6 separate regions of the Mus musculus genome follow, and regions 2, 3, 4, 5 and 6 are each linked to region 1. The links are chromatin contacts, called in public HiChIP or PLAC-seq, Micro-C and promoter capture Hi-C maps. All regions are on one chromosome and are shown on one strand. Each heading gives the region's core, a stretch centred on a gene start, on an enhancer-like site or on the middle of the called end of the contact. The rest is flanking DNA. Distances are from core to core; before and after follow the strand shown.

Region 1 (2,781 bases), core at 265-2,764:
TAGCACCTTATTTTTACAATCCCATAAGAAGATCGTTACCCTAAGTACCCTTATTTTGATGAGGAAAGTGAGAGGCAAGATTTCACAGCTGTTGAGCACGGTACCTGGAAGAACTCATGTGTCTCACCCAAGAGCCCCCATCATGCCTTTGAAACCCAGCAAAAACCAAATGCAGAGAAATGCACCTCTGTGTGTGTGTGTGTGTGTGTGTGTGTATACACATATATATTAATTATCACATTTATACATGCCTATCTGTGCATCGCATGCATGCCTGGCACCTGCAGAGACTAGAAGCAGATGTCGGAACCCCTAGAACTCAAGTTAAGCTGCTGTATGGGTACTGTACTGAGAACTGAACCTCTGGAAGAGCAGCCCTTGTTCCCAACCTCTGAGCAGTCTCACACCTGGGAATCTTAATGGCCAGTCTAGGATCTGTTCCTTAAATAAAAGTAGCAAACATGTTTAGGGGTTTCCCTTCATTTAGGCACATTGCTTGAAATGTAGTTCATTTCAAGACAATAAATAGGCTTATCATTTTCCTTGATCCATTTCTCCTACTGACAAATTCATTTTCCATCTAATATTTAGCTTGAACACACACGTGCACATGCACTCCCACACACTCACACAGTCGTTGCTTTTTAAAGACCCAGTAGACTAGACTTGCTCTCCCCTAATACTAGTTCTCAAGAGCAGGCAATTTTCTGAACCCCAGAGAGGATTGATTTTCCTCTCTGGTGCTAACACATTTGGCAGCAGTAAACTGGGTCTCTAGAGAGGACAATTCATTCTTGGGTACCATTTGTATACAGAAATAAATATTTGGTAATCCGAGAACCTACCCTAGCAATCTAGACCCAAAGAAAACTTTACAGGAACCTCCTCCAAATAATTTTGCAACTTGGATTTCATTTTTAATGATAATTTATCTGTCTACTCTGAAGAACTGAACAATGAATGGGTCAGCGGGTGTTTTCCCGGTTTAAGAGGTGGGAGGGCATGACATAAGTCACTGTTGTGGGGCGGCCAAATGGCAATGACAGTTAATTCCGCAACACACCGGAGTGTTGGTGAAGGGAAGGGCGGTCCAATCCAGACCCTGATGAAGGCCTTCCAACTAGGGGTGAGCCCAGGTGGACCTGCCACTCATAAGCTGGGCCAGGCCGCTGAAGGGGCAACCTAGGTAGGGTGGAGTGATCAAGATCAGGCTTTGATCGAGGAGAAGAGATGGGACCGGGAAGTCAAGGTTGGGGATCTGGGCTGGGTGGGCGCTCATTCCAACTCCGCCTCTCAGATCGTCGGCGGAAAGATGCAGACGTATCCCTTCCGAACCCTGCCCGGGTCCGGGCACCCCAGGGCTTGAGAGCAGAGCTGGGATCCCGCCCCGGGCGGCCGCGGGGACCCCGACGCTCCCCTCCCCCGCTCCCGCTGCAGCGGCGGTGCAGGGGACGGGCGGAGGGCCGGGCAGGGGCGGCAGCCGCAGCTGTCCCCTCCCACCTCCCGCCAGCGCGAGCTTCCCCGCGACGCGCTCCCGCCGCAGCCGCGCTTCCCCGCGCCAGCGAGCCAGCGAGCGAGCGGGCGAGGCCAGCGCGGGGGCCGGGCCGCTTCCTTCTCGCCACCGCGGCGTCCTGGGGCTGGCTCCAGCCGCGATGGCAGAGGCTGAGCGGGGCTGAGCCCGCAGCCGCCCGCAGCCCTCGGGCCCCCTTGAGTCCCTGCCATGGCGAAACAGTACGATGTGCTGTTCCGGCTACTGCTGATCGGGGACTCCGGGGTTGGCAAGACATGCCTGCTGTGCCGCTTCACCGACAACGAGTTCCACTCCTCGCATATCTCCACCATCGGTAAGGGGCGGTGGCCCAGGGGCGCCCTATTCTCCCCTCCCGGTGGTTGCTTCTTTATCCCCAGCCCGGAAGGGATTGTGCGCCCCTTAAGGTAGAGGCGGTGGCGCGGGAGGCCAGGGATAGGGAGTGCATACACCTAGGGGTGTGAGGTTCCTCCCCCCCCCACACACACACTGGGGCCCTGAGACTGGGTTCCTACAGGTGAGGGGTATATGCTGCCTACAGTCATGGTCTAAAGATGGGAGTTCTGCCTTCTGGCAGGGGAGCCTTCCGATCCAAGATCCAAGATGAGAAAACAGGCGGGTGTAGGCCAGAGTGCCCTGAGACAGGGCAGCGAGATTCACAGCCAGTGAAGTGATATACCCACAGCTCCAAATGAAGGGAGGAGAACGGAATCAAAATGAGGACCAGGCAGTAAGTCACTGAGGTACCCTTAGTTTTAGGGTGAGTCGGTGTGGAGCCAGGATAGGAGTGGACAGAGGCAGACTCAGTAGTGAAGGGAAAGTCACAAGGTGGGACGCCTGGAGGACAGGGATACCACAGTGCAAGAAGGAAGATACGGGTGGGCAGAGACTGTTTGAAGGACGGTGGGAAAATCGGAAATGTCCATGCAGAGCAGAGGGTCAGCAAGTAGGCAGGCCCTACATGAGACCCGGACAAAGGCCTGGTTGGTACCCTGGCAAGGCCATTGAGGGCCACTCTGAGAGTGACTCAGTGGTCTCTCCTTCATGGGCAAGGCAAGGTCCTCTCTTCCAGGACGTCTGCCTTGAGGGGATTCCACCCATATCTGACACCAGGGTACCACACTTGGTCAGCTGTGGAGGATCCTTCTCGTGGCTCCTGACAGAAACAACCTGCTGACAACCTGGTCATCCAGTAGGAATCCTCTCCTAGAAGGCCCTGCTGCCTTCGGGGAGGACTCCAGCTCTCCTTGAGA
Region 2 (2,700 bases), core at 101-2,600, 270 kb after region 1:
TCCAAAGGGGGTCAGCAAAGCTGGATTCCCTTTAAAGGGAGAGCATCCAGGACAGCTGGAGCAGCAAGGCCTGGGAAGCAGGGCCTGGGAGCACCTGACTTGCTTTGTGAGAAAGGACAACCAGGGCAGATCTGGAGGATCAAGCAACAGAGACAGGTGGAAACAGGCCCCAGGTGATGAGATGGGAGAATATGCCCTCAAAAGGCACCACTTGAGACTCAGACTGCAGCTCAGGTGCCCACGGGGCCAAGATGTGTTTGAAAGGAAGGTAGAGACCCAGGACCTGCAGACATTCCACAGCTGATATCTAGGGAGTGAGGTAGGGAGTGAGGTGGGGGCTTGGGGGGAGTACCCCAGAGATCACTCCACAGAAAGGAGTTAAGATCTACCCCGACTCACGCACAGAGGGAAGATGCGTGACCCAAAAATCAAGGTGACTCGAAGCAATGTGTAAATTAGGTGTTTCAGGAAGGCAGGAAGAGCTGGGATGTTGTCCAGTTGCTAAAGTGCTTGCCTGAAGGAAAGATTGAGTTTGATAGCTAGTACTACATAAAAACCAGAGGTGGAAACAAAAGACTGGAGGTTCAAAGCTATTCTTAGCTACACAGGGAGTGTGTGTCCAGTTTGGGCTGTATGTGACCTTTCTAGAATGGGGTAGAGGTAGGGTTGAAAGGGACTGTAAGAGCCATCACCCAAACAGCTTAATGCAATTCCTCCTTACCTGAGGCTATTATCCAACAGGGACCACTGAGGTTCCAGTCTTAGCTGGAGGGGAATCTCCCTCTAGGAATAGGGGCTTATAGCTCTCATCTGGGCGGAGGAAGGGTCCATATGAATCTTAACATCAAAGGGATACCCCCCACCCCATCTTTTACCTTTCTTTCCCACACTTGTCAGAAGTGGGGGGTGAGGCTGCCAGCACGGTATCTCCCTCAGTCTTGGCTCCTTCCTAATTCTAAGCATGAGCCTCCAGGTACAGAAACAACCGTACAAGACACGCTCTCTCCTGGACTGATGTAGTTAAAACACCAACTTCCTCCTCCGTGGCTTCTCCACAATCCACCCCTACTTCTGCCCGGGCCTCCACCAGGACCATACGATCCTAGCCCAGAGGCTAGGGGAGTGGCTTTTCCAAGGCAGACCTTAGGGATTTGCACACAAGTGTAAATCCTCACAGACAGGCAGATCGTCAAATCCAGCGCCTCACCCTGCGGTGCCTGCCGCAGCTCTGAAAGCCACTCCACCCACAACACCTGCTCCCATCCCCCAGTCCCTCACACCCTGGCTAAGAGGCCTCAGCCAGACAGGCCTAAAGGAAACTCATCCAACCAGTTTCCAGCAGAGAGAGAGGAAACTTCTCCCTCAGCGAGGAGCACACAAAGACCAGAATTTCGACAGTTCCCTCACCTGTTACCAAACCCCAGAGGCTACAGAGTACACAGGGCACGGCAGCTCCGGTGGCAGTCCACTCCATGAAGAGGGAGGCCTTGACACACAAGAGAAAGAAGTAGTGAAGTCTGAGCAAGGATCTGCCCCCGGCTCCCTGCACCTGCCTCCTAGAGCTACACAGATGGTAGGTGCTGGCTCCACCCGGCCTGACACCCATTAGGGTATCCAGGACCCACTTGTTACCTCCCCTACCAATGGTGCCGCTTGATTTCATCTAGAACAATCAACATCACCACCCCCTGTGGATTCTGGGAAAAAGACACTGTTTTCCCATTATGCATGTGTGTATGTATGCGTGTATGGGGACAGTGTGATCACACAGGACCTTCTCTAGCCACCCATCCGTGAATGTTGAGAGAAGACCTCTGAAGTCCCCAAGCAAAGCACTCCAAAAGCCACAGAGCTGTCTGCGAGTCACATGGCCAAACCTACTGGAAGCACCCAGGCAAGGTAAATAGAAGTCACTTTTCTACACTGAACCCGGTGTGGTCCTCCATTTCTGAACCTCCAGGGGAGCCTCAAAAGCCCTGGGCCACAAGCCTGTGGCTGCTCATGTTCCCCAGAGGTTGCCAGGCGAGGTTCAGAGTCCCAGCTGCACCCCACTCAGCCACCCTTGGCCGGGTCTCAGAGGCTACCTACCGCTTTCCTCAAAAGGGCTCCCATCCCAACACAGAGAGCAGTCCCGGGAAGGTGGCCAGGGACTGGGGAGCGGCATTCTCTCCGGAGTTCGGCAGCCCAGCAGTTAACAGGCTCGGGCTGGGCAAGCAACGAACTGCCACCAACAACCTCGGGAATTAAAGCGCCCGCTGCCTCCTGCTGAAACCTCTTCAATAAACGGTCCTATTCAGAACCAGTTCCGCGTGTGGGTCACACTTGCTGCATTTCTCTCATTCCTGATTGCTGGGGGGCCTTAGCCATGAAAATGTACCTTCCCCGCAAAACTTAGAAGGCTCCGGATGGGGGAGGACCCAGGCCCCAGCCCCAGGAGGTAAGCACCTTGCAGAAGAAGACCACAAATCTCTCCAGAGATTAAGCACATGGGGTACTAAGTGCAGGAAGTCAAACACTGAAGACTCAAACAAAGCCAGATCAGTCAACAACACAACAATACTCCATTTGTGGGGCACCTCCCCCACTCAGGCCCTCGAAGCCTGAGGCTATTAACCCTTCGGTCCTCGAGGCTGCAAGTTGGAAGGTGGGACACAGGTGGACAGCAGAATTATCCCTGCTTTTCTGGTCAGGAACACTGAG
Region 3 (2,700 bases), core at 112-2,611, 450 kb after region 1:
CCTCAAACTTCGGCTCAAGAAATTCTAAGTGGTCTTGGAAAGCCTCAGAACAAGCCTATCACCCCAAAATTTAGGATTTCCTGAGGCAGGAGAATTATATCCAAGCGATCCTGGGCTACCTAGCCAGACCTTGTCTCAAAACGGGGTGGGGGTCGGGGGGAAATGCTTGGAACGCTTTGTGGATTCCAGTGTCAAAGGGGAAAATGTTGCCGCAGCGATTCATACTGTACGGAAATACAGTCTGACCAGTGGAGAATCTACATGTACCGTCACAGCGACATTCGATTTGGGAACATGATCACACACATACAAAACCCTATCCCCAGAAAACAAGGACTTTCATTAACCTGTTCTAGACCCGTCCGAGTTGGAAAATGTCTTGTCAAGCCCTCAGATCACGTGGACGAGTGGCTAAGGTGGAAAGGGAGCCTGGGAGCGGCGGCTGAGCCCAGATCCACGCCTGCACGCTTCAGCAGCAAGGACTCCAGATCGCCACCCAACTAGCTCACCGCCTCCACCAGAACTTCTACTTGTAAGCGCCCACCACTGGAGGCAAAAAGCACTTTCTTCTCGGGACTCGGGGGGCGGGGGGGAGGATCTCGTACACAGAAAACCCCCCAAACCCCCGAGACCTACCACTTTGGACCCGAACAAAAAGCGTGTGTGCTGAGGAGCGGGGGTGGGAAAGAGCGAAGCAGGAATCCGCGCGGCCCAGCCGCCTCCTCCCTCGGAGCGCGCCCAAGTCTGCGGCCTCCGGCTCCGGGACGCTCCCCTCCCACCGGCCGCCCAGCCGCAGCTGGAAGTTAGCGAAGCGCGCTCTGGGCCCGTCAATCAAGCGCGGCCTCCCGCCTCCACCTCCCCTCCCCCCACCCCCCCAGCACAAAATAAAATAAAGGGAAAAGAAGTAATTTGGGAAGTCGTCTGGAGAGGGGATTCGTCCGGAACCCGGAGAGGCCGCGCGCACCGGACTGACGGCCGGCCCCGAGCGAAGCCGCTCGGCAGACCCCCGCCACCGGCTCCTCGCCGCGCGCTTTCCACGCTCCGGCTCCCCGCACCGGTCGGCGCCGCCTCGGCCACGCACTCCGCCAGGCCCGTGGCCCAGCTTCGGCCAAAGTTGCGCAAATGGCCCCGACGACTGGCAGCTACTCACCGGGCGCGGTGGGACGCGCGGCTGCGGAGGTTTTATGGAGTTGAGGGCAGCGGAGCCGCTGGGAAGGCGGGCGGAGGCGAGGGGCTGCGGGCTGCAGTTGACGGCGCGCGGCGCTCGGCTGGGCTGCGCCGAGACACTCCGGGCTCTGCCAGGGACTGCGCTGCAACAAAGGACTTCCGCTGCCGCACAGCCGCGCCTGCCGCACCGCACTGAGCCGGCCCCGCTTACGCGGCGACTCCGGGTCTGCCCACCAGTTCGCGGCGGCGTCCGCCAGCCTTCCCCTCCCTCTCGCCCGCCCACCCACTCCGCCGCTGGCGGCTAGGGGCACCCGCGGTCGCCTGTTGGTTGCAACAAGTTTCTGCGTCGGGCCGGGGAGGCTGGCACTGCCCGCAGCGCGGGCGCCCGGGCGGCGGCGGCTGGAGCAGCACTGTCGCCCCTCTCCCCGGAGTCGGCTTGGCCCTCCTCCTGTTTGCACAGCTGGACGCCACTGGGATCCTCCCGACTCCCCCAGGGCTGGATGCCGATCGCCCTCTACCCAGATGTCAGACCCCTGTCCCGCAGGGCCCCGCAGTTGGACCCGCCCCCGCGCTCCACCCTGGACGCCTGGAGGGGGGGGTGACACTCTCGTCCCGTCCAGCCTAAAGCCTGTCCGCTCGGGGTCCTCCGTGCCCCCCGACTCCTCTTCGCGTGGGCCCGCCAGCCTCGGGCCTGAGTCACTTCCCCCGCCATGCCCCGCCCGGCCCGCCTCCCTCCCTGGCTCCCGCCGCATGTGGCTGCCTGCCCCGCGCCCTCGTCCCCCTCCCGCGCCAGACGCCGGTGCATCCTTGCCCGTCCCCACCCAGGGCCGAGGGGGCACCCGTGGTTTTTTTTTGTTTTTTGGGTTTTTTTTTTTTTTTTTTTTTTGCACACGCCGGGGAAAGTTCCCAGGTCACGCCAAGACGTGTGGGGAGCCAGTGACGCTCGAACTTGTCCCCACACTTCCGCCTCCAGTCACGACTGGGGACCGTGGCAGAGGCGCGCCCGGAGCGCGGGGCCGACCCCCGCCTTGGCCACTCGGGCGGGCAGGCAGGCGCGCGCGCACGCACGCACGCACGCAGGCAGGCACGCACACTAGCCGGGGTGCCGCTCGCTTCCCGGCAGTCCGGTCACGTGGGCCGGGCGCGGGAAGCCGCGCGAGAGCAGCCCGCCGGGTGCGTGAGCGGGCGCAGCCGCGTGGTGTGCGCCGCGCGGGAGCCCGCCCCTCCCGCACAGAGAAGCCCGCCCGCCAGTCCGCCGCCGCGGCGGAGTCTGGGTAAGCAACGCGGCCCTGCCCCTGTGGGCTGCTCCGGGCTCAGTCCCTCCCGCCGCGAGCCGCCCGGGCGGCGGCTGCAGCTGCACCCGTCGCGGGACAGATGCAAGTAGCCGGGGAGAGGGGTGCTGTTTTTGGTCCGTTGGAGATGTCAGTCAGGGCCCAAGGAGGACATTAGCAACGGCGAGCGAGTGCTGGGCGCGCGGAGCCGCCCCTGGCCGTGGGCCGCCGGGGCCTAACGCGGGCGGGATGGCGCGCGCGA
Region 4 (3,042 bases), core at 200-2,699, 360 kb after region 1:
ACAGCACACTGTTTTTTCTGTGATTGGCATCTTCTCCTGCTGAGGCCAGACAAGTTGAACCATTTTGAGGAATGGGATCAACAGGCAGTCAACAGGATCAGGAACAGCCCCTGCTCCAGTTGTTGGGGTACCAGCATGAAGACCAAGCTGCTCACATGCAGTGTATACACAGGAGACTTGGTCCAGCCCGCGCTTGCTCTTTGGTTGGTGATTCAGGCTCTGGGAACCCACACACATCCAGGTTAGTTGACTTGGTTGGCCTTTCTGTGGAGTCCCTGTCCTCTTCGGGTCCCCAAGCTCCATCTAATATTTGACTGTGATCTTGCGCGCGCTCGACTGGCCAGGAAGAACGACGCTGCAACAGGATCCTTCTGCACACGTTTATTGGGAGAGCTTGATTGTAGAGGCGAAAAGACTTCGAGCCCAGAACTAGTGCTACTTTTATAGGCCTAGGAGGGGCGTGTCTCACACCCGGATTGGTTATGCATTAAGCCTCATTTGCATGTTCCTCATCTGATTGGCTACTCTCTCTCAGTACCTTACAGAACCTCATTATCATACCGCATTTGCATGTCTCACATCTGATTGGTTATACTCTCAGTACCTTACAGAACCTCATTATCATACCTCATTTGCATGTCTCACATCTGATTGGTTATACTCTCAGTACCTTACAGAACCTCATTATCATGCCTGGGCCAGGCAGTGTCTTTGCAAAAAACTTTACTGCATATGTACACATTGGTTGTTTGTCCAATCTTATGCGTGGTGGCCAGCAGTAGTCAGTGCCACTCAGCAACGGCACATGTGGCTTCCCACACTGTGAGTCTCTGCATCTCTTTCTATTGGCTGCTGGGTGAATCCTCTCAAAGGACAGTTAGGCTAGGTTCCTGTCTGCAAGCATAACAGAGTATCATTAATAGTGTCAGTTCTTGCCCATGGGATGGGTCTCAATTTGGGGCAGTCATGGGTTGGCCATATCCTCCATCTCTGTGATTTGTCCCTGTACATCTTGTAGGCTGGATACATTTTGAATAGAAGATTTGGTGGGTGAATTACTGTCCTCATCCCTCCACTGGGAGTCCTGCCTGGCTAGAGGAAGTGATCACTTCTGGATCCATATACCCCACTGCTAGGAGTGTCAGCTAGAGTCACCCCCATATATTCCCTGGGGCTTCCACCCACCCCAGGTCTCTGTGGTGTCCTAGAGATTGCCCACCCCCCACTTTCCCTTCTCTTTCCCCTGCTCTCCCTACATCTGATAATCTCCACCCCTGTGCCGCTCCCTCCCCATCCCTTCTCCCACCCTCTTTTGTGTTATCTCAGGTATTTGTTACAGCTCTGGGAACCAGGACTGTGACTCACAGCCTTGACTCACTCCGTCCAGCTGCTACCCCCTCAGACAAACAGAGACCTCTTTGTCTGACCTCACACCAGCTCTGCTAATCAGCCCTTGTTTCTGTGCTCCTTCCTACCACGAACCTTCCATGCTGACTGGCCTTGGGCACTCAGTGGTTTGTCTCAGCCCTCCGCCCACCCCACCCTAACCTCTGCACTCAGCTAGTCTTCCTTCAGTGCCTGTTTGCACATGCCTGGGGTCACTTGTGGGAAGTGATGAGATTTCAGGGCCTCTTGACCTGTGGAATCTAGAACTGCTTTTGAAGAGCTAAGGCCTAATGGGATTGCTTTCTTTAGTTAAATGAGCTGAAGGGGAACATCTGGAAGAACTCTGGAGGAGTGTCAGAAGTGCTCAGCCTGCCCCTACCTTTCTGAGACATCAAGAAGGAGGGAATCTCGGGCGTGGTGGCGTACACCTTTAATCTCAGCATTTGGGAGGCAGAGGCAGGCGGATTTCTGAGTTCGAGGCCAGCCTGGTCTACAGAGTGAGTTCCAGGACAGCCAGGACTACACAGAGAAACCCTGTCTCAAAAAACCAGGAAAAAAAAAAAAAAAAAAAAAAAAGAGGGAATCATCTCAATTGAGAAACTGCCCCATCAGCGTGGCTAACCTGAGAAACAATGAGACAGTGATGGGCAGTTAAAAGGTGGATGGCTCAACAGCTCCCTTCATTCTTTTCCCCTCGGCCCCTCAGTCTGCATCAGTGATGACCCTGTGTCACTGAGTATGTGGCAAATTTAATTTACCACAGTCTCCCTCCTGGGATGAGTGCTGTCCTGTTCTGCACAGGCCAAATGGGTCTGGGCTGACTATATTACAAGTGGAGTCCAGGGGTCTCCCTGGGAGCAGAGAGCAACCTCTATCCTGTGAACTCTCATGGCCTCTGGGCACCTTCATCAGCGGGCAATAGGCCTTTGCTTGCTTGCCAGCTGATGGACATTGAAGGGATCATCAGATTCATTTTCCTGATAAGGCAGGGTGGAGCTTGCACATGGGGGAGGGGTCCATGCTCGCTTTGGTCTTTGCAGATGTGCTCTTTCAGTAAGGCTGAGGCTGACTCGGAGGAATATAGAAATTACAGGGAAGGCCGTACTTTTCTAGGCCTAGGCTCCAAAGCAAGAACAGAACACCCAGCCTCACATCCATCCCCAGCTCAAGCAACGAAACAGATGAGGCAGGCGAGAGCTGTAATTAGAGGCTGAGGTGAGCAGACAGAGGCCTCCACAGAACCAGGGAAACCTCATCAGAGGAAGTTAGTCTCAAGAATAAAGGCTTCTGGGTTTGTTTTGGAACAAGAAGAGACTTGGGATTATGTCCTGGCCTCTACAACAAGAGACCTGACATTGGATTGGACCATCCAAATATTAAAGCTATAATTGCATGTTGTGGGCAGGGCAGGTTTGGTTTCCCATGGCCACATCCTGTGCTGGGTGGCAGTGCTACACAAAGCAGCAAGGCCAAATGTGCTCAGCTCCCTGTCCCTGAGTAGGCGCGTTAGAAGCCAGAAGGCAGGTCCCCAAAGCTCAAAGCCAGTCATACTGCCGCCCACAAGCCCAACGGGGCAGGTTCTACCCAGAAAGACCATTTTTAATGGACAGGGAGCCAAGCCATGGAAACTGTGCTGGTGGTAGCTCCAGTCTGTGG
Region 5 (2,897 bases), core at 339-2,838, 500 kb after region 1:
TGCGCCTCGAGGTCCAAGAGAAAGTAAATTGCTTTAAAATGCTAATCTGAGGCTGCTTGTGACCACGCGTGACTGTAATTCCAGCAAGTGGGAGGTGGAGGCAGGAGTCTCAATCAAGGCCATCCACAGAGCTACATAGTAGAGTTGAAGACAGCACCAGCTACGTGAGACCCTGTCTCAGAAAAACATGTAAAACTAAACTGACACATAGCTTAGTGACAGAACATTGGCCTAACGTGCCACAAGATTCTGGGTTTGAGCCCCAGTGCCACCAAAAAAAGTAATAGTCCACAGAATGGCAAGGCTTAAGGAATGAGGACCTGGAATGACTAGCTAACAACAGCTCCGTGCATTTTAGGTGCTGAGCCCTGAGTTAGGCGCAGGGGAGCCTTTCATGCATATTCTTCACAGAGCTTTCACTTGGGTACCAGTTCCCAATTCTCTGTAGAACTGGAACCCTGAAAAACCGTTTTAAGAGCTAAGGCTTTTCTTTTGTTTTTTTAAGGGTAAGTATTGAAAGCTTCATCTTTCTACAAAGAAACATAAAATTCTAGAATGATGGGACCAGTATAACATTTGCAGTCTCTCCTCACACACCCTAGCACTAGAACTAGAACCCAGTCTTAATGGCTTCCACGTCTTCTTTCCCTGAGCCTCCAGCGCTCTAGAGATCATTCCTTCTAAGTGTGTGTATTAATAGAAGAAATATTCAAATGAGATTATATTCCGGAAAGTCTCTGAAACTAACCTAAATGGCCTAGATGGTTGCACGAGAGGTTTCTTTTAATGTACATCACTGTAGAGATCAACACCCCAACAAGTGTAGGCGAGGCAGGGAAAGGATGCAGCCTGCAGGCATTAAAACTTTGCAGAGTGTTAAGACTGCAAATGATTCACCTTTACCTTCGAGAGGACCATTATTGTCTTGGAAACCTTAAAGTCCCTGCTGTCCTTTCCTGGCAGAATCTCCTGTCCAAGACCACAGAAAACAACCACCACCCTTCTCCCCTTGAGCAACAGAGAGCAACCACTATCTGAACAGAGCAAGGAACCCTTCCCAGCACTAGACACGAACCGCGAAGCTTCCTCCTGGAGGAAGGATTCTCCAAGCTTGACGCCCCTATGGCAGGAGACAGAGCTCAGGATAAAGTGCTCAGAAAGGAAAATACCGGGGGCGTGGAATAGATAGCCCAGCTTCAAGCTATCTGCAGAACTATCATAGCCCGGAGCCGAAAATCACAGTTCCCCAGAAAACCCCTAAAGGAAAAGGGTTAGGTAGGCAGCCGGTGCCAAAGCAGCAGCTGCAACTCGTGCGAAGCGAGCGGGCGGCAGAACAGCCCAGGGTCACCCACCTGGAGCCGTCTGAGGATCGGCGACCTTGCAGTCGTGTCCCTCACAATCTGGTGACCAGGACCCGGGGTCTGCCGCCGTTACCAGGGCTCAGTGCACCAGATTCTGACCCAGAGCCTCTAGTCTTGCCTCTACTTACCCAGATCGTCGCGGTCTCTGGCCAGCTCTGCTCCCGAGGTCGAGGAGCACGGGCCCAAACAACGGAGAGCCCCGGAGACCGCGGAGCGCGCAGCCCTCTGCAGAGGGACCGCAGCCGCGCGCCCCCTCCCCAGCGCGGAGAGAGACAGCTGGTCGCGCCAATGCGCGTGGAGCAGTGGGGCGGGGCTAGGGCCGGGGGCGGGGTGAACTCAGCCAGCCACCTGCCAGCCGACTGCCCAGCGGCCTGGGAGAGACCTCCGTGCTCCCGCCCCGGACGCATCACCGCTGCATAAAGACATCAGGACCAGGGTGGAGGGACCACTAAAGCAAAGCAGGAGGACTGCAAGAGGGTAGAAACCCCTCATTTCCTGAGACGCACATCCGTAAAAACCTTGTTTGAATTTATAAGGCTCCCACCGTGAATCCCCCCTGGAACATTAAAGACAAGGTAGAAAGCATATCTACAGATAAAGATTGATGGGAAAGATGGCTCAGCGGTGAACAGCACGTATTTCTCTTCCAGGGGGTTTAAGATCGATCCCCATACACCCACATTAGGCGGCTCACAACCACCTGTAACCAGCCCTAGCTGGATCTTTTGCAAAAACAAAATTAAAAAGCAAGATTCATAACAGTACAGAGACAATAAGGGGCCGGGGGAGGATTTTATTTTATTTATTTTGTCGAGACAGGGTTTGTCTGTGTAGCCTTGCTTGTCCTGGGACTCACTCTGTAGACCAGGCTGGCCTTAAACTCACAGGGATCCACCTGTCTCTGCCTCCAGAGTACTGGGATTAAAGGCCTGTGCCACCATCCACTGGCAGACATTTTATTTGTGTAGCTCTGTACGACCGACCTGAAACTCATTGTGAACCAGCCTGGTATTGAACTCACTGAGATTCACCCACCTCCACCTCAGAAGCTGCACCTGGCTATGGAGAAAATTATATATATATGGTGAGAAACAGAAATAAACTCACTAAACAGAACCTCAACCTGGTACTGGTACAGTCCTCACTCTGGAACAGGAAGGTGTCAGCTCAGGTGGGAACCAGCACAAATATGGCTCTGTGCACACAAAGGTGTGGCCTCCCCAGCTCAGGGCCTGTGGCTTTGGGATGTTTTCAAGCTGAGACCCTGTAAGTCACACACACACTCTGACAGGCTTGTTTCACCATGTCCAAACCTCAGGCTCTGTGCACACCAGGCAAATACCCTTTGCTCCAAATGGGGCTGGAATAGTGAGCACCCTCATCTCCGTCCCCACTTGAGAGGAACAAGGTAAGCAGACCCCAAGGGATGTCCTAAAGGAAACAGTAATCCAGCCGCGGTTCTGATATGAGATGTCACATGGGCCATGTTCTGTGCTCACCTGTCAGCATGGATGTGGTACTCCAGCAGGCCTCAGC
Region 6 (2,700 bases), core at 94-2,593, 420 kb after region 1:
GCTTGGCATCGCGCAGCGCCTTTTCCACCGGCTCCAGGGTCCCTCGGAAGAGATCGGCGTTGAGCTCCTCGAAGCGGGCGCGGGTGATGGACGTGTAGAAATCCACGCCCTCGTAGAGCGAGTCGATCTCTATGCTGGCCTGCGTGGACGAGCTCAGGGTGCGCTTAGCGCGCTCGCAGGCGGTGCGCAGCCGGCGCACAGCGCGCTTGTTGGGCCCAATGTCCTTCTTGTGTTTGCGCTTGAACTCCTCCGCCAGGTGGCTGACCATACGGTTGTCGAAGTCTTCGCCACCCAGGTGGGTATCGCCGGCCGTGGACTTCACCTCAAAGATGCCATCCTCGATGGTCAGGATGGACACATCGAAGGTGCCCCCGCCCAGGTCAAAGATGAGCACGTTCTTCTCGCCGCCCGCACAGCCCTTCTTATCCAGGCCGTAGGCGATGGCCGCTGCTGTGGGCTCATTGATGATGCGCAACACGTTGAGGCCGGTGATGGTGCCCGCATCCTTGGTGGCCTGGCGCTGCGAGTCGTTGAAATAGGCAGGAACAGTGATGACTGCGCTCTGCACCTTGCCCCCCAGGTAGGCTTCGGCGATCTCCTTCATCTTAGTGAGGACCATGGAAGAAATCTCCTCAGGGAAGAAGGTCTTCATCTCCCCTTTATATTCCACCTGCACTTTGGGCTTCCCACCTTCGCTCACCACTCGGAACGGCCAGTGCTTCATATCGGACTGCACTGTGGCGTCCTCGAACTTCCGTCCGATCAGCCGCTTGGCGTCGAAGATGGTGTTTGTGGGGTTCATGGCCACTTGGTTCTTGGCGGCGTCGCCGATGAGACGCTCGGTGTCAGTGAAGGCCACGTAGCTGGGGGTGGTGCGGTTACCCTGGTCGTTGGCGATGATCTCCACCTTGCCATGTTGGAATACCCCCACGCACGAGTAAGTGGTGCCCAGGTCGATGCCGATAGCCGGGCCGCGGGCAGACATCCTGACTGAAAAAACAGGCAAAGCAACGTTAGGACGAAAGCGTCAGGAGAGGCAAGCGCAAGCCGGGACCTGAGCCAACGGTCGCTTCTCACAACTCTCCACGAGCGCGACTAGCGTCTCCCGGAGACCTCTACGGGGCTTCTGGTTCTTATAGTCCCCTCCTCCCTGCCTGCTGGAAACTCTCAGAGCCAATCGGTCCCCGGGCCCGCCCGCTCCAACCCGTCCGGCGCTCCCACAGGCTTGCCTGGTCGGAGTGACCAGCCGGTGGTCCAACTGATATCTAGTTGGGTGAGGCGCTTGACGCCAGCCTTGGGCAGGGAGACCAAGGGGCGGCCGTTATGCAAATGAAGCCCCGCCCAGTGCCTCCAGCCGCTTTGGGGGCGTTAAGCTCGCGCCAGGGGAGCCAGTGTGAAAGCCCCCTTTCCCGTTCTCTTTGCCTTTTCTAAAGCGTGATTCGCTAACATCTTTCAGATTGGCGGGGCAGATGCCCAATGAGCAGCGCAGAATCCGAAGCGTGTGGCAGGGAGGCGCGGGGCGGGGCGCGCGGAGGCAGCACGGAAGGGGCGCTGGCCTCCGAAAGGGTTTCTGTACCGTTCGGTGTCGGGTGCCGCCACTGACTCGGCTCCCGGGGCCCGAATTCCTTCTAGGGCGGTTGCATCGAATACAGAACGGCTGGGATCGGTTCTCGCCTTCCCTGCCCCTGCTGTTCCTGTAGCGGGGACTGGGGCTGGGTGAGGGGCGGTTCCAGGGCGGGGACTGCGAAGTTGGGCGGGTACGAGTCAGTACCCCTCCCCCTTCCCAGCGCGTCTCAGAAAGTGCGCGACCGGGGAAGGATGCGGGGTGCTTACCCGGGAGGCGGGTGGCTTCCCGCGCAGCGCGAGCGGCTACGGCTCGCGAGCCGCCTCCGCCCAACTTTCTCCCTCGGCTTTCCTAGTTTATTTTCTTTCAGGCGCCCTAATGGGCGGTTTTGACTTCTTGGTGGCACTGCGTAATAAGCCAGTGTCACCCCTCTGACTCCCGTCCCCGCACGCGTGATCTTGTTAAGGAATTAGTCCTTTTGCGCGGAGTTCGGTTGAATGAGAAGAATAGGTTGGCAGCACAGACTTGTGAGAGGAAGTAGATGAAAAAGAGTCTTTGGCACTTGTTTAGCCGGAATCTGAGAATAATTTTGGAAAGTATTCTCTGGAACAAGGGGGTGGGCAGAAGCTGGCTCCTGTAAAAGGACTCCCTACAGGAAAACGGAGACCTGTAATGTAGAACGACCGCCTCGCCTTACGGATGGGAAGCTGAGGACAGTCGTCGCTGTAAAACTTTGACAGGTGCCCAATATGAGATGAAAAGAACAAGGGAAACGGGCCTAAGTCGTGTGATAAGGGGGTAAGCCAGTCCGGTGACAACAGAGGGCAGGGAGGGGCACACAGAGCCTGAGGGGAAAACATCAAAGCATCCCTGAGGAGGTGACATGCCTAACTCCTGCAAAGGAGAGTAAGAAAAGCATTCTTTATCGAGGTTGAGGTGGTGGAATGTGGGCGACGAGGAGGGCAGAAGAGTTCAGAATTGAAGATTAGAATCTGGATATGTTAAGCAACTTTTTGTGCTTTGGGGTGTTTGTTAGTTTGTTTGTTTTTGTCTTCGAAGCTCCAGGAAAGAAGCACCCCTCTGAAACTGGCCAGTAAGTCGTGTGAGACAGTGATGGAGAAGACAGTATGAGAAAC

The links. Promoter capture Hi-C pulls out the DNA fragments that hold promoters and counts their contacts. Hi-C and Micro-C count contacts between places; a contact is called where the count stands out from the background. HiChIP or PLAC-seq counts read pairs in DNA pulled down with a chosen protein or histone mark. Capture Hi-C pulls out chosen DNA fragments and counts their contacts.
Region 2: a promoter capture Hi-C map of adipose tissue shows a contact between it and region 1. The contact joins the promoter of AI463170 here to the promoter of Rab15 in region 1. A contact is called at or near these places in 3 of 39 promoter capture datasets (the C10 cell line, cranial neural crest and stem cell-derived epiblast-like cells), 2 of 484 Hi-C or Micro-C datasets (embryonic stem cells and nephron progenitors), 2 of 115 datasets of contacts at active chromatin or transcription factors (embryonic stem cells and extraembryonic endoderm stem cells) and 2 of 9 other capture datasets (adipose tissue and pancreatic islet).
Region 3: an H3K27ac HiChIP or PLAC-seq map of embryonic stem cells shows a contact between it and region 1, with 13 read pairs. The contact joins the promoter of Zbtb1 here to the promoter of Rab15 in region 1. A contact is called at or near these places in 7 of 39 promoter capture datasets (the HPC-7 cell line, cranial neural crest, embryonic stem cells and 3 more), 4 of 484 Hi-C or Micro-C datasets (cerebral cortex, cortical neurons and embryonic stem cells), 10 of 115 datasets of contacts at active chromatin or transcription factors (bone marrow-derived macrophages, cardiomyocytes, embryonic forebrain and 4 more) and 1 of 9 other capture datasets (embryonic stem cells).
Region 4: an H3K27ac HiChIP or PLAC-seq map of extraembryonic endoderm stem cells shows a contact between it and region 1, with 4 times the contacts expected there. The contact joins the enhancer-like site here to the promoter of Rab15 in region 1. A contact is called at or near these places in 3 of 39 promoter capture datasets (embryonic stem cells, pre-B cells and stem cell-derived epiblast-like cells), 4 of 115 datasets of contacts at active chromatin or transcription factors (embryonic limb bud, extraembryonic endoderm stem cells, fetal liver and 1 more) and 1 of 9 other capture datasets (liver).
Region 5: a promoter capture Hi-C map of neural stem cells shows a contact between it and region 1. The contact joins the promoter of Akap5 here to the promoter of Rab15 in region 1. A contact is called at or near these places in 4 of 39 promoter capture datasets (cranial neural crest, hematopoietic stem and progenitor cells, neural stem cells and 1 more) and 1 of 115 datasets of contacts at active chromatin or transcription factors (trophoblast stem cells).
Region 6: a Micro-C map of embryonic stem cells shows a contact between it and region 1, with 2.3 times the contacts expected there. The contact joins the promoter of Hspa2 here to the promoter of Rab15 in region 1. A contact is called at or near these places in 12 of 39 promoter capture datasets (the 3T3-L1 cell line, the HPC-7 cell line, HPC-7-derived erythroid cells and 7 more), 1 of 15 datasets of contacts at CTCF or cohesin (the NIH/3T3 cell line), 5 of 484 Hi-C or Micro-C datasets (CD4 T cells, embryonic stem cells and regulatory T cells), 9 of 115 datasets of contacts at active chromatin or transcription factors (craniofacial prominence, embryonic stem cells, extraembryonic endoderm stem cells and 3 more) and 1 of 9 other capture datasets (embryonic stem cells).

Annotation. Positions count from the first base shown.
Region 1 is chr12:76,821,257-76,824,037 of GRCm38.p6, reverse strand. It overlaps Rab15 (RAB15, member RAS oncogene family), which reads left to right and starts at 1,514. Exons shown (of 7, transcript NM_134050.5): 1 at 1,514-1,844. The coding sequence starts at 1,721. It overlaps Gm34988 (a long non-coding RNA gene), which reads right to left. Exons shown (of 2, transcript XR_381699.2): 2 at 2,138-2,781.
Region 2 is chr12:76,546,575-76,549,274 of GRCm38.p6, reverse strand. It overlaps AI463170 (expressed sequence AI463170), which reads left to right and starts at 1,350. Exons shown (of 3, transcript NR_046044.1): 1 at 1,350-1,573; 2 at 1,784-1,899; 3 at 2,104-2,303. The region is part of intron 1 of Plekhg3 (pleckstrin homology domain containing, family G (with RhoGef domain) member 3); the gene reads right to left.
Region 3 is chr12:76,369,181-76,371,880 of GRCm38.p6, reverse strand. It overlaps Zbtb1 (zinc finger and BTB domain containing 1), which reads right to left and starts at 1,361. Exons shown (of 2, transcript NM_178744.3): 1 at 1,151-1,361. Zbtb25 (zinc finger and BTB domain containing 25) reads left to right here and starts at 2,321. Exons shown (of 3, transcript NM_028356.2): 1 at 2,321-2,441.
Region 4 is chr12:76,457,623-76,460,664 of GRCm38.p6, reverse strand. No RefSeq gene overlaps it. Among named protein-coding and RNA genes, the nearest start is that of Gm10451, 15 kb to the right of the region's middle. Within about 2 kb of position 1,449, at least 122 of the 459 cell types and tissues checked have an H3K27ac peak or open chromatin away from gene starts, as enhancers often do. A contact at or near this core is called in embryonic stem cells and extraembryonic endoderm stem cells, where this site is marked.
Region 5 is chr12:76,323,582-76,326,478 of GRCm38.p6, reverse strand. Akap5 (A kinase (PRKA) anchor protein 5) reads right to left here and starts at 1,588. Exons shown (of 2, transcript NM_001101471.1): 1 at 1,490-1,588.
Region 6 is chr12:76,402,819-76,405,518 of GRCm38.p6, reverse strand. It overlaps Hspa2 (heat shock protein 2), which reads right to left and starts at 1,343. Exons shown (of 2, transcript NM_001002012.1): 1 at 1,230-1,343; 2 at 1-990. The coding sequence starts at 985. It overlaps 4930426I24Rik (RIKEN cDNA 4930426I24 gene), which reads left to right and starts at 1,525. Exons shown (of 4, transcript NR_166810.1): 1 at 1,525-2,362; 2 at 2,624-2,700.